2 separate regions of the Sus scrofa genome follow, and region 2 is linked to region 1. Evidence: chromatin contacts called from public HiChIP or PLAC-seq data. All regions are on one chromosome and are shown on one strand. Each heading gives the region's core, a stretch centred on a gene start, on an enhancer-like site or on the middle of the called end of the contact. The rest is flanking DNA. Distances are from core to core; before and after follow the strand shown.

The links. HiChIP or PLAC-seq counts read pairs in DNA pulled down with a chosen protein or histone mark.
Region 2: a contact with region 1 is called in an H3K27ac HiChIP or PLAC-seq map of alveolar macrophages. The contact joins the promoter of DDOST here to the promoter of MUL1 in region 1. A contact is called at or near these places in 2 of 47 Hi-C or Micro-C datasets (epiblast stem cells and liver) and 1 of 2 datasets of contacts at active chromatin or transcription factors (alveolar macrophages).

What each region holds. Positions count from the first base shown.
Region 1 is chr6:78,755,709-78,761,838 of Sscrofa11.1, forward strand. It overlaps MUL1 (mitochondrial ubiquitin ligase activator of NFKB 1), which reads right to left and starts at 3,113. Exons shown (of 5, transcript XM_003356176.5): 1 at 2,856-3,113. The coding sequence starts at 2,975.
Region 2 is chr6:78,893,461-78,899,590 of Sscrofa11.1, forward strand. DDOST (dolichyl-diphosphooligosaccharide--protein glycosyltransferase non-catalytic subunit) reads right to left here and starts at 2,260. Exons shown (of 12, transcript NM_214188.1): 1 at 2,224-2,260; 2 at 2,090-2,221; 3 at 1,746-1,856. The coding sequence starts at 2,242.

The DNA.
Region 1 (6,130 bases), core at 1,863-4,362:
AGATAGTCGGTTTTCTGTTATTGGCAGTGATCTTTTGTTCCTACGACCTGCCCTTTGTTCCAAAGACTACATACTCAATGATATACTCCCCACTCAACGTCTCAGGAGCAGCTTTCTCAGGGTTATCTGAGATGCTGCCTCCCCAGCATGGCTTCAGTCCTGATTTTGCCCCACATAAAACTTAACTCTCAACTTTTAGGTTGTGGTTTTGTTTTTTGTTTTTTTTTTTTAAGTTGACGGGATTAAATGAAACTTAAGATGTGAAAGACTCACTACCAGGAGCTGGCACACCATAGGCAGGCAATGTATCTGCATTCCCATCACTAGGAGAGACGCAAAAGGATAAGATACAAATCCTACTCTGCAAGTTTTATAATATAATCAAGAAAATAGAATCTACAATATCAGGGATCCCAACTGCTCTTCTAGGAAAGAGCATCCTCATTTCATCCTCATTGAGGAACAAACTGGCAAAGCTCTGAAGGTCATCCAAAGATAGGTCCTGGAGCGTTCACTGTTTTAAAGGACGCCACCTCTGAAACCAAGCACAGCCCTGTGGGGCTCCTGGGCGCAAAAGCTTATTTGCGTCCCCCATTTCTTGTTCTTATGAAATGGACATCAGCCACCATGACCTTCCCTGAGTTCCAAGGGGCAGGTGCAGACAGTTGCTGATCAGGGAAGGAAGGGGATGCAAAGACAAGGGAGGAACAGTCAAGCAGCAATAGTACAGCCTTGGGCAGGATCCTGGTTCCCTCTCAAAGAATACACGTAATAATATAGGCAACTTATACACTTAAGAGAAAAGTTATATTCCTCATGCTTCTTTTAGAAATGAAAATTTTAAAACTCAATAGCTTAGAGTCCTTCCTTGTCCTTCTGATTTAATTGCACCCTAAACACAATCACCTGTAAGCTAAAGATTAGGCGCCCTGAGCATAATTGCCTGTGGGTTAAAGATTGTTAGCACATGGTATTTTTCAAGAACTTTCCTAGTTTGCTCTCATCGCTGATCAATATGCCCTTTTTGCAACTACTGTTATTCTGGGCAATAACCAGAAGACCATCATCATGCTCACACGGAGATCTCCTAACTCCAGCTTTCATGACTAAGATTCCTCCAGAGAAAAAATGCACGTTTGTCCCAATTCTGATTCCTATCTGAAAACCTGTTTTTCTCCTTTTTACTATAAAACTCCTTGCAATTCTAATGGGCACAGACTTTACAGCATTAGCCTTTGACCCTCCTTTGCCTGGCAAAGCAATAAAGTTGTATTTTTCTCCTTTATTGTTTCTGAGTTTCAATTCAACACCAGCACACAGAAGCCGAAATCTGGCAGCCACCTCCAGCCAACCTGATGCCAACTTGCCTTTTTTCTTTTCTTTTTTTTTTTTTTTTTTTTGCTGCACCTGTGGCATGTGGACGTTCCCAGGCCAAGAATCAAACCTGCACCACAGCAGTGACCCAGGCTGCTGCAGTAACAAGGCCAGATCTTTAACCCGCTGCACCACAAGCAAACTCGCCAAGTTGATTTCTGATTCAGAATCTCAAAGTGAAGTATCAGTTACACTCAGAGCCAATCACTTCAAGATTAACTTATTAAGCAAACAAGAGGGCAGCTCACCAGGCTGTCATTCACACCACTAATTCAGTTCCTTGGTAACTAGGTTCATTCCAGGCAGATTCCAAAACTCTTTGCAACAAGGATTTCACACACTTGTTTCTTAGCTTGTTTCTAAGGTTGTATATGAAAACAATCTGATGATGATAAAACTAGCCATGTTTAGGAACCTGTCTTTCAAATCAATGTCAAATCAAGCCCTGTTGTATTATGAAATCTCAGTCAAAATAAATCCACACATATTTATCAAGCATCTACAATTTGCCAAGCATTGGCTTAGAACCTAGAAAGAAAGAAGGATAAATAAGATCCTGCCTCTGACCTAATGAGGTTCATCTCTCATGAGCTGCTCTTTCACAATAGAGCAAAGGGGTCAACCAGACAAAAAAAAAAAAACCTACACTCAGAATCCAAAGACCTAAGTTTAAGTTCCAAGCTAACTAGCTGTATAGGCCTTTCCTCAGCGCTTCAGCTTCTTGATTTGCAATCCGAGGATGTCATTTTATCTACTTCAAGATATCACTGTGAAGAAAGACTAAAACAAGATGGACTTGTCGTGCAAGTTGTAAAGTGCAGCTCGGGGAAAGTAAATGGTATTTTTTAAATGGCTATAATATAAAAAGGAAGAGTCTGTAGAAACAAGGAGCTGAATGGTTATATAAATGGGTAAAGCCTAGGGCTTCTGCCCATGCTGTTTCCTCTGTGAACCGCTCTTCCCCGGACATCTGCACCACCCCTCTCAGATTCTCCTGGGCCCTGCTCAAAGGTCACCCTCTTTAAAATAGCAAACCTCCCTTTCTCCAGCATTCCACTTTCTCTCTTTCCCGCATAATTTATCCCCATGTGATACACCACCTGACTGACTTGTTTACTGTCTATCTGGATGGACTAGAATGTAATCTCCAAGAAGGCAGGGACTTCTCTCTGCTCTAATCCACTCGCTAATCTCAGTGCCTGGAGCATGGCAGGTGTTCAATAAAGACTTGTCGAATAAAGTAACGCTGTCAGGATTCAATCTGAGTAAGGAGAAGAATTTGAGACGGGCAGCGAAGCAGTTATCACCAGACCCGAATTCTGATCCCAGCTCCTCCGTCTACTGGCCGGGTAGATAACCTCTCAGAGCCTGTTTCCTCTCTTGGATCGTTTCCGAGGGTGGTGTGGCCCATGGCGAATTAGGGGCTCACCATTACCCTGGGCAAGAGGACCGGCTGAGGCCAGGAGGGCTCCAGCACTGACCTTGAGCTCTTGGGCGACCTGGGCCTTCTGCCGGTACACGGAGTACAGGACGGCGGTGACGACAGAGCTGGTGCCTAGGAGGATGAACTGGCCTAGAGAGGGCCGCCCCCCGCTCTCCATGGCTGAGCCGAGCCCTGGGTGCAGACGGGGACGCCGCGGAGGGCTGGCTCCGCGACCGTCACCCGCCGCCTGCCGCCTGCCGCCACCACCCGCCTCCACCCGGAACCGCACCCCCTCCGCGGTCCTTCCCGGAAACCAGCATTGGGTCGCCTGGCGATGACGCGCCGTCGGAACCGGAAGTGGGCGGGGCAGAGCAGTCCTGAAGGCGGTGTTACCAGGGTCATCTGTGGGCTTCAGCTGCCCGTGCTGGGGTTGGGTTTCCGCCCAAGCGAGTGGGGGACGGTTTTGGAAAGCTGAGTGGGGCGCGGCACATGGCCATAATTGCATCGCACGCATTGCCCCCATCTCAGGCTTTCTCATTTTCTGGGGTAATTGTGTTGTTTGATGGATGGTTCTCTGTCACCGCTATTGGATTGAGAAGAAAGAGAATTGGTGATTGACATCTAGTAAGCTCTTAGGAGTTTTACACATTTAAGCCTCAGGGCAAAACTTGAGTCTTCGCTTTTATTCTTCCACTTTACAGATGAGAAGACTAAGGCCAGAGAGGTTAGGGGGTGTGCCCAAAATCACACCGCTAATGAATGCTAGAGAGGAATTTACCAGCCGCAGGGCTGTTACCTCCTAAAGGTCAGGTTATATCTCCAAAGCAGGTCCTTAATCTGCCATCATCACATATAAAAACATTTTTATAAACTAATAATTACTGCGACAGCTATTGAGTACCTATCTTGTGTTACTGTGACAAAAAATTTTACAAACATCATACTATTTAATACTCAAAACACAGCTATAGAGCAGATTTCAAACTGTTTTCTGACCTCTATAGTGATCTCCTTTCTAAAGATACCCAAAATTTTATCCAAAACTATCAACCCCCAAAGTTCATTCAGCTGTCTCCTACAAGTTACACTTTAAATTGAAAATATAGTAATGCACCTATGGGCCAAAATCAATGTAGGTAAACTGCATGCGTCTAAACGCTGTAAATTGCTCCACAAAAGTAAAATCTCTCTATTAAAGCAGCTGGCTATCTACGACATTTTCCTACCCCATTCCTAGATTATACTAGAAGTCAAAGAAAAATTAACACTCTGTGGAATTCCCGTCGTGGCACAGCGGAAAAGAATCCTACTAGGAACCATGAGGTCATCCCTGGCCTCGCTCAGAGGGTTAAGGATCTGGCATTGCTGTGAGTTGTGGTGTAGGTCCCAGATGAGGCTTGGATGCTGCATTGCTGTGGCTATGGCATAGGCTGGCGGCTACAACTCTGATTGGACCCCTAGCCTGGGAACCTCCATGTGCTGCAGATGCAGCCCTAAAAAGCAAAAAAGAAAAAGAAAAATTACACTCTATAAACATAGTGTTAGAATTTCAAGATTGTCAACACCCTCATATTCTTTTCATGATTTTCAAACCAAAGAATGATCATGGATTTGCTACCCATATACATTTAAAATGACATCTATTTTTTTTTTCCCACTGTATAGCAAGGGGATCAGGTTATCCTTACATGTATACATTACAATTACATTTTTCCCCACCCTTTGTTCTGTTGCAACATGAGTATCTAGACAAAGTTCTCAATGCTATTCAGCAGGATCTCCTTGTAAATCTATTCTAAGTTGTGTCTGAAAAGCCCAAGCTCCCGATCCCTCCCACTCCCTCCCCCTCCCATCAGGCAGCCACAAGTCTCTTCTCCAAGTCCATGATTTTCTTTTCTGAGATGTTCATTTGTGCTGGATATTAGATTCCAGTTATAAGTGATATCATATGGTATTTGTCTTTGTCTTTCTGGCTCATTTCACTCAGGATGAGATTCTCTAGTTCCATCCATGTTGCTGCAAATGGCATTATGTCATAAAATGACATCTATTTTTTTAATGAAACTTGTCAAAAAGTTTGATAACACATTCTGTTGGCAAAGGACAGACTCCTTTATGGAGAACGATTAGGCAATGCTGATCAAGATTAAAAGTGCTCACACCCATTGACTGAGCAATGCTACTTCTAGAAAATCTTCCTATGTGAATACACATGTGAATATGACAAATATACATTATAAATTGCATTATTTTAATAACAAAAGAATGAAAACAACCTTTTATCGATAGTCAATTGGCTAAACAAAGCTTTAATACACATGTAATGTGAACACAGCAAAGAGAAAAAGCAAACTGCAAAACTGAGTATGATCTCATTCACTCTCAAAAAGAAGGAGAATGTGGAGTTACCCTTGTGGCTCAGTGGGTTAAGAACAAACTAGTATCCAGTAGGTTAAAGATCCAGCATTGCCTTGAGCTGTGGTATAGGCCACAGACAAGGCTCAGATCCAGCATTGCTGTGGCTGTGATTAGGATGGCAGCTGCAGCTCCAATTCAACCTCTAGCCTGGGAACTTTCTTTTTAGGGCTGCAGGTGGGCCCCTAAAAAGACCAAAAAAAAATTTTTTTTTAAAGATCTTCATTCTTAAAAGAGACAGGTTTTTTGTTGTTGTTTAAATTTAGCGTAGTTGATTTATAATGTCATTTCAAGTGTACAGCATAGTGATCCCATATTTTTGCAGATTATACTCCCTTATATGTCATTACAAGATAATGGCTATAGTACCCTGTGCTATATAGTATATCCTTGTTGCTTATCTATTTTATGTATAATAGTTTGGGTCTGTTAATCACATACCCCTACTTTGTCTCTCCCTGCTTCCATCTCCTCTTCAGTAACCAAAAATTTGTTTTCTACATCTGAGTCTTTTCCTGTTTTACATATACATTAATTTGTGGGTTTTTTTAGATTCCACATATAAGAGATAGCATACACTATTTTTCTTTGTCTGACTTGTTTTACTAAGCATAATATTCTCTAGGTCCATCCACATTGCTGCAAATGGTAGTATTTAATTCATTTTTATGGCTGAGTAATATTCACATATATGAATATTCATATATACATATGAATATATGTATTTATATACATTCATATACACACACACATATATACCACAGCTTCTTAACCCAATCATCTGTTGATGGGAACTTGGGTTTCTTAGGTATCTTGGCTATTGTAAGTGCTGCTACGAACGTTGAAGTTTCAAATATATCGTTTCAAATTAGTGTTTTTGTTTTTCCCAAATATATACCACGAGTGGAATTGCTGGAT
Region 2 (6,130 bases), core at 1,010-3,509, 140 kb after region 1:
CCAAAGACAGGGGACTTGGGGTTCCCTGATGGGAACTAAGGGAAAAATACATCAGGGATTTGGCGGGGCCCAATGTCCCACAAATTACAGAGAATAAAATAGATACACAATAAAGAGAAAGACTTCCTAAGCTTCAGCAATTGAAGGAAGCGATAACAGTCCTTACCCCACGCATGGACAATGTGTGTACTCTGAGAAAAAAATAAAATCAAAACCACTACAGAAGAGGGAGTTCCTGTTGTGGCTCAGCGGTTAGCAAACCCGACTAGCATCCAAGAGGACAAGGGTTCGATCCCTGGCCTCGCTCAGTGGGTTAAAGATCCGAAGTTGCCGTGAGCTCTGATGTAGGCTGCAGACTTGGCACAAATCGTGCGTTGCTGTGGCATAGGCCAGCGGCTACAGCTCCGGTTGGACCCCTAGCCTGGGAACCTCCATATGCCACAGATGCAGTGCTAAAGAGACAAAAAAAAGACAAAAAAGACAAAAAAAAAAAAAAAAAAACCCACTAAAGAGAACAACTAGAATGCTCACCAAAACAGCACAAGGAGTTCCCATCGTGGCTCAGTGGTTAACGAATCCAACTAGGAACCATGAGGTTGCGGGTTCCATCCCTGGCCTTGCTCAGTGGGTTAAGGATCTGGCATTGTTGTGAGCTGTGGTGTAGGTTTCAGACGTGGCTCGGATCCTGCGTTGCTGTGGCTCTGGTGTAGGCCGGTGGCTACAGTTCCGATTAGACCCCTAGCCTGGGAACCTCCATATGCCACGGGAGTGGCCCTAGAAAATAGGCAAAAAGACAAGACAAGGAAAAAAAAAAAAAAAAAAGCACAGCAAAAGAGGAACAGACCAAGGAACTGGGGATATTTAGTCTGAAGAAGAAACAAGAGAATAAGCCATGATTAGGCAAAGGCTATGGTTATAAACAAAATAAGCATTAGACCTATTCTCTAAGGCCCTGGGGAGTATAAGAAACCCTTTCCCTCCCCTCTCACCCACCCAAATAAACACAGCGAGGCGGGATAGGGGGGTTCTCTTGTGGTGCAGCATGTTAAGGATCCCATACTTCCACTGCACTATGGTGCAGGTTCAATCTGCGATCCCTGGCCTGGGCACTTCCACATACCACAGGAGCAGCCAAAAACAAAAACAAAAACAAAAACAGCGGGAAGTGGGAGAAAAACTTCAGCTTAATATAAGAACTTCTTAACAGAGTATCCAGTGGTGGAGCAGGCTGCCTCATAAGAGAGTGAGCTCTCTCACAGCAATGTCAATGGAAAAATCTGGTGAAGATGTTCATTCCACTCAACAACTAGCCCAGCCCTGGACAAAACCCCACAGCCTCAAATAGGAGGTTGCACTAGATAATCACTAAAGGTTCTTTTCAGCCTAAGATCCCATCTGAATTCTTAGAATCAAGTTACCACCAACTTATCTCTTTACAGCAAATCCCATTTAGAACATGCCCTTTCCTCTTTCCACACAGGCAGAGTCCTTTAACAGCGAAAACTCCCTTCTCAGAGTAGCAGAGCAGGGAGTTCTACGATCTGCAACAACACGTGATTCCACAATCCTCAGCTGTATCTTTCGAGAAAGAGATGTCCTCTCCTAAGCCCAGGTTAGAAGTTAACACTTTCTCCTCTCTGGTAGCAGCAGCGCCCAGGTCTGGTTACCCATCCCATCCCAGAAGATGCCCAAGGTCCAGTCCTGGGCCTCGAACCCCAGTTCTGAGAACGACTCGCAGCCCTTACCTTCTACCGAAGGTGAAAAGACGATGAGATTGTCATAGAGGAACTCTCCGTACTTAATGAGGGACAGGCTGGGGTCATCTGCGGTCTTGAATGTGAGTACGAAGCCCCGATCTGCAAAAGAAAACAGAGAGCTGAGGCAGACGGGTCGCAAAGGTAAACCACTGCCGCAAAAAACATGAGCGTGCTCCCCCACACCCTCCCTCCCGCCCCACTAGCGGCAGGTCAGACTCGGGCGGCCAGCTCGTGGAAAACCAGGGGGAAGGAGGGTGGCCAGCGTCCTCGGGCTTGGGTACCTTTCCATCCCCAGACTTTCCACCTGCCACCGCCTCGGGCCCCAATCTCACCCTTTAGGCTCCGGAAGAAAAGTGAATGCGTCTCCCGCAGGTTGAGGTTGTCCAGAAGCACTAAGGTACGGGGACCGCTGGCGCCGACCAGGCCAAGCAAGGGAAGCAGCAGCCACAAGAGCGACCAAGCACGGCCGCGGCGCCGAGCTCCATCTTCCTACTTCTGCCAAAGAACCCAAGCACCTGGACACCGGAAATGCCCCTTCCACGGTCGCCCAATCGCAGCTCTTGGTAGTGAAGTACCACCGGAAGTGATCCTTGTACGCCGGGGCTGGGCCTATGGAGCTGCTGCTCGGACAGCGAGTGGAGGGGTGCAAGGCCGGAAGTGCCCAGTAGGAGGTGGGTTCTCCGAGTGCTATTGGCGGAAGGGGCGCGCGGGTCCGCCCCCCCGAAAAGAAAAGGCTCAATCCTAGAGAGACAGCTCTGCTGCCGTGGCCAATCAACAGAGTCGAGAGCCCTTTGGCTCCGCCCACCCTGGCCTCCTTCGGGAGCCCAGAGCCCGCTTCCCGCCGAGTTTGGGCCGGATCCCGCCTCTTCATCCTATTGGCCCAGGTCTGGGCCCAAGCGTTCTGGAGCGGTGGCTGGCCCACCGCGGGCCACCTCCTCGGTCTTCACTGGCCCAGGACTAGGAGCCATGCCCCACCTCCACTATCTCCAGGAAGGTAGTGGCTGGAAAAAGTTCAGCCACTGGGGGATGGGGGAACTTTGTCCCGCTGCTCACCGGGCCTTGGCACTAGCCTGTCCTACCCAGCCCGGTGGCGTACGCTGGAGGCAGTCTGGCAGATTGCTCTAGCTCAGTTCATCTCCAAGCCCCATGTCTCACTAGGCCTGTTATCTGGACATTTCACTTTGTCTCCAGGCCACGGTCCTAGGCCGGCAATAGAAATGGCGAGGCCCACCTCTGGGACAGCCTAGGCTCTTGGGAGGACTAGGGCGAGTTTTGAAGCGCTTAATGCAGAGTCAGGCTGAGCCTCTACTCAGCACTGCTGGCTCCCATTCCTTCTAAACTGACACAGGGGCCTCCAGCTCACTGCCTCAGTACCACCATGGGTCTAAATAAAAGCTACCACAAGTATCTCCAAGACTTCAACTATTCTCAGTGTTCCAACCACGATCCTGGGGCAGATGACGAAGGTAACTGTGGAGAAAGAAGGCAGCCATCCTTTTCTGACCTTTTACACTGGTCCACCAAGCCAAGAACATCAAAACCTCCCTCTGTGCATCTCCTTAATGGATTCTACCTCTATCCCCACTGGCTGCCCCTAACTCCTGCCCTGCAGCCCAGCCCTCCTGCCTTTCTGCACACGATGCCACATCAATCTACCTCTAGCTCAGAGCTGGCTGAACAGTTTCCACCTAAACTCATCTTGGCAGCCTTACCCTCTCTGTCCCTGCTCAGGGACTTCCATGGAACAGGTCTCCTCCTTTCATATACCCTGAGCTTCCCCACCTCCTGCCCTTTGTTCATGCAGCCTCTTCTCCCAGGAACCCTCTCCCCACATTCCCGCCTTAAGCCCGGGATCATCTTAGATTTTACGGTAGTCCCATGCTGCTCCCTTCACAAGGGCACACTGTTCCCCATAAAGAACTGATCTTGGGACCTCTCACTCCAAAGTATGCACTGGCCTGCCTCCCCTTAGACTGATCTCCGAAGTTACCTAGCACCCTCCATCCCAGTTTCTCCAGGGCCTGAGCTCCTTGGCCCAGCATGTGGCTTGTGGCAGGTACCACAGTAATTAATACAAAATTCTGCGGGAAGGACAGAGGACGACTAACACAGAGCACCTGCTACGTACCGGGAACATTATACACTATCTCATTTAACTGTCACAGTAACCCTATGAGGTCAGTATTATCCCCATTTCACAGACAAGGCTCAGGGTGAAATGAGCCTTAGTACAGCTCCAAAGGCCAGGCCTTTCCCCTCAGACTGTGGGCCCCTCCCACAGGGCAGGCCTTGGGTACAAGGGGCAAGGAGCTAGGTATGTGGCTTGGATTCATTTCTGGCCATGTTAGGACACACAGTTCCAGCACAGTCCCTGGGGGCTATCAAGACCTGAGTCTCTGGGGGTCAGCAAAGTATGGCTTCTATTCTCCAAAACAGGGTCTCTGCTTTCCTGGGTCACAGATCCTTTAAGAATCTAACAACAGCTCAGATGCTCTCCCCAGAAAAAAATACACCTGTACTCACAATTACAGGGAGTTGCAGAGACCCTGGGGCCTGCAGGTAATTAAGAACCCCTGCTCCAGAGAGCTTCTCCATGAAGGGCAGGCAGTGGCTGCGAGGGGCCCCAGGGATGCTGTCAGGATCAGAGAAGGGGAGTCCACGGGTAAAAGGCAGTTTATTGGGGCAGCTCAATGTGAAGTGGCCTTCTCTGGGCAGACCAGCTGGGAGCGGGCAGTACAGAACAGTTGCTCCAGGACTCATCCTGTGCCCATTCCACCAGGCTTCCCGCCACGTGGGGCCTAGTGGACTGAGGCACCGATTTCAAAAGCCAAGATGTCGAGCTCGTTCCAGATGGAAGTGGCTGCCCGCTCTGTTGGGCTGCTGGTGAAGGCCTTAAGGCAGGTGCTGAGGTTTCTGCGCCCATCGAGGCCCAGAACAACACTGGTGGGCAGCTGGAAACACTGACAAGGCGTGGAGAGCCAGAGCCCGGGGCAGAGAAGGTGCTTTTGGTAGCGGTGAAGGGAATGTGTCTTCCCAGGGCAAAGGCCCCCTCAGGTGCCCGGGTCACGGCCAGGGGCAGGTGGGAGGAGGCCTGGTGGGGGCTGCCCTGGGAGGGCCTGGCAGTCACATGGAAGCCCACAGGCAGGGCAGCCGCAGGCAGTGTGTTCACAGGAGCTCGTTGCCGAAGCTGCTTTTGCTTTTCTTACGCTTGGCCTTGGTGAAGGGGATATCGAGGGACTCAAGGCGGAAGGGCCGAGGCTGGGGCATTTCTGGGGCCTGGGCGGGCAGGATGGCATAGCTGTTGCTGAGACCTGGCGGCGAGCTGTGATGCGCTGTGGAGAAGATGGACAGAAGCGCTGTAAGCCAGGAGTGCAGGGGATGGAGAGGAAAGACTGGGGCAGGGGGTGTGCAGAGTTGGCCCACCCCCTACCCTGCCAGAGGCTGGGACCCCAAGCTCTGAAAAATCTGCTCTGGTTGAATCCTCAGACCCAGCACTGCATCTGCACCCAAAGGGTCTGGGCTGGGAGTACAGGGTTTTCACGCCTCAGGCCGAGGCAGCCAGGGATATCCAGACAGAGGAGCCTGGGTTCAAAGCCCAGCTCCACCACTTCCTGGAAGTATAAGCTTGGGGAGCTGCTTCTCTTCACTGAGCCTCAGTTTCCTCATCAGCAACATGGGTGCAATGCCAAATTTGTTTCTTTCCCGTACAGTTTTCCCACCTTTTTGTTTGTTGTGTTTTTTAGGGCTGCACCTGTGGCATGTGGAAGTTCCCAGGCTAGAGGTCAAATAGGAGTTACAGCCACTGGCCTACGCCACAGCCACAACCATGTGTGAGGCAAGCCACGTCTGCAACCTACACCACAGCTCATGGCAACACGGATCTTTAACCCAAGGAGTGAGGAGAGGGATCAAATTCGCATCCTCATGGATCCCAGTCGGGTTTGTTAAGCGCTGAGCCATGAAGGGAACTCCCTTCCCACCTTATTTCTAAACTACCTATTGTGTATCTTAAATAACCCAACTATAAAACTAAATTTGCTTTTTATTGTTATCTTACTGGAAGCTCTGTGGTCTTTTAGTTTCACTTTTCTGCACCCGCAGCATATGGAAGTTCCCAGGCCAGGGACTGAATCCGAGCCACAGCTGTGACCTAGGCTGCAGCCATGGCAACACCAGATCCTTTAACCCACTGTTCCCCACTGAGGATCAAACCTGCGCCTCCTCATGGACCCAAGCCACTGCAGTCAGATTCTTAACCCACTGCACCACAGTAGGAACTCCTTATTTTAGTTTAAAAAGCAGAAGACCAAAGTGATTCTCAAGTCTTGCTTGTAAAAGTGTTTTGCTTCTGTGGCCCTGTTTGCCCCACCCCC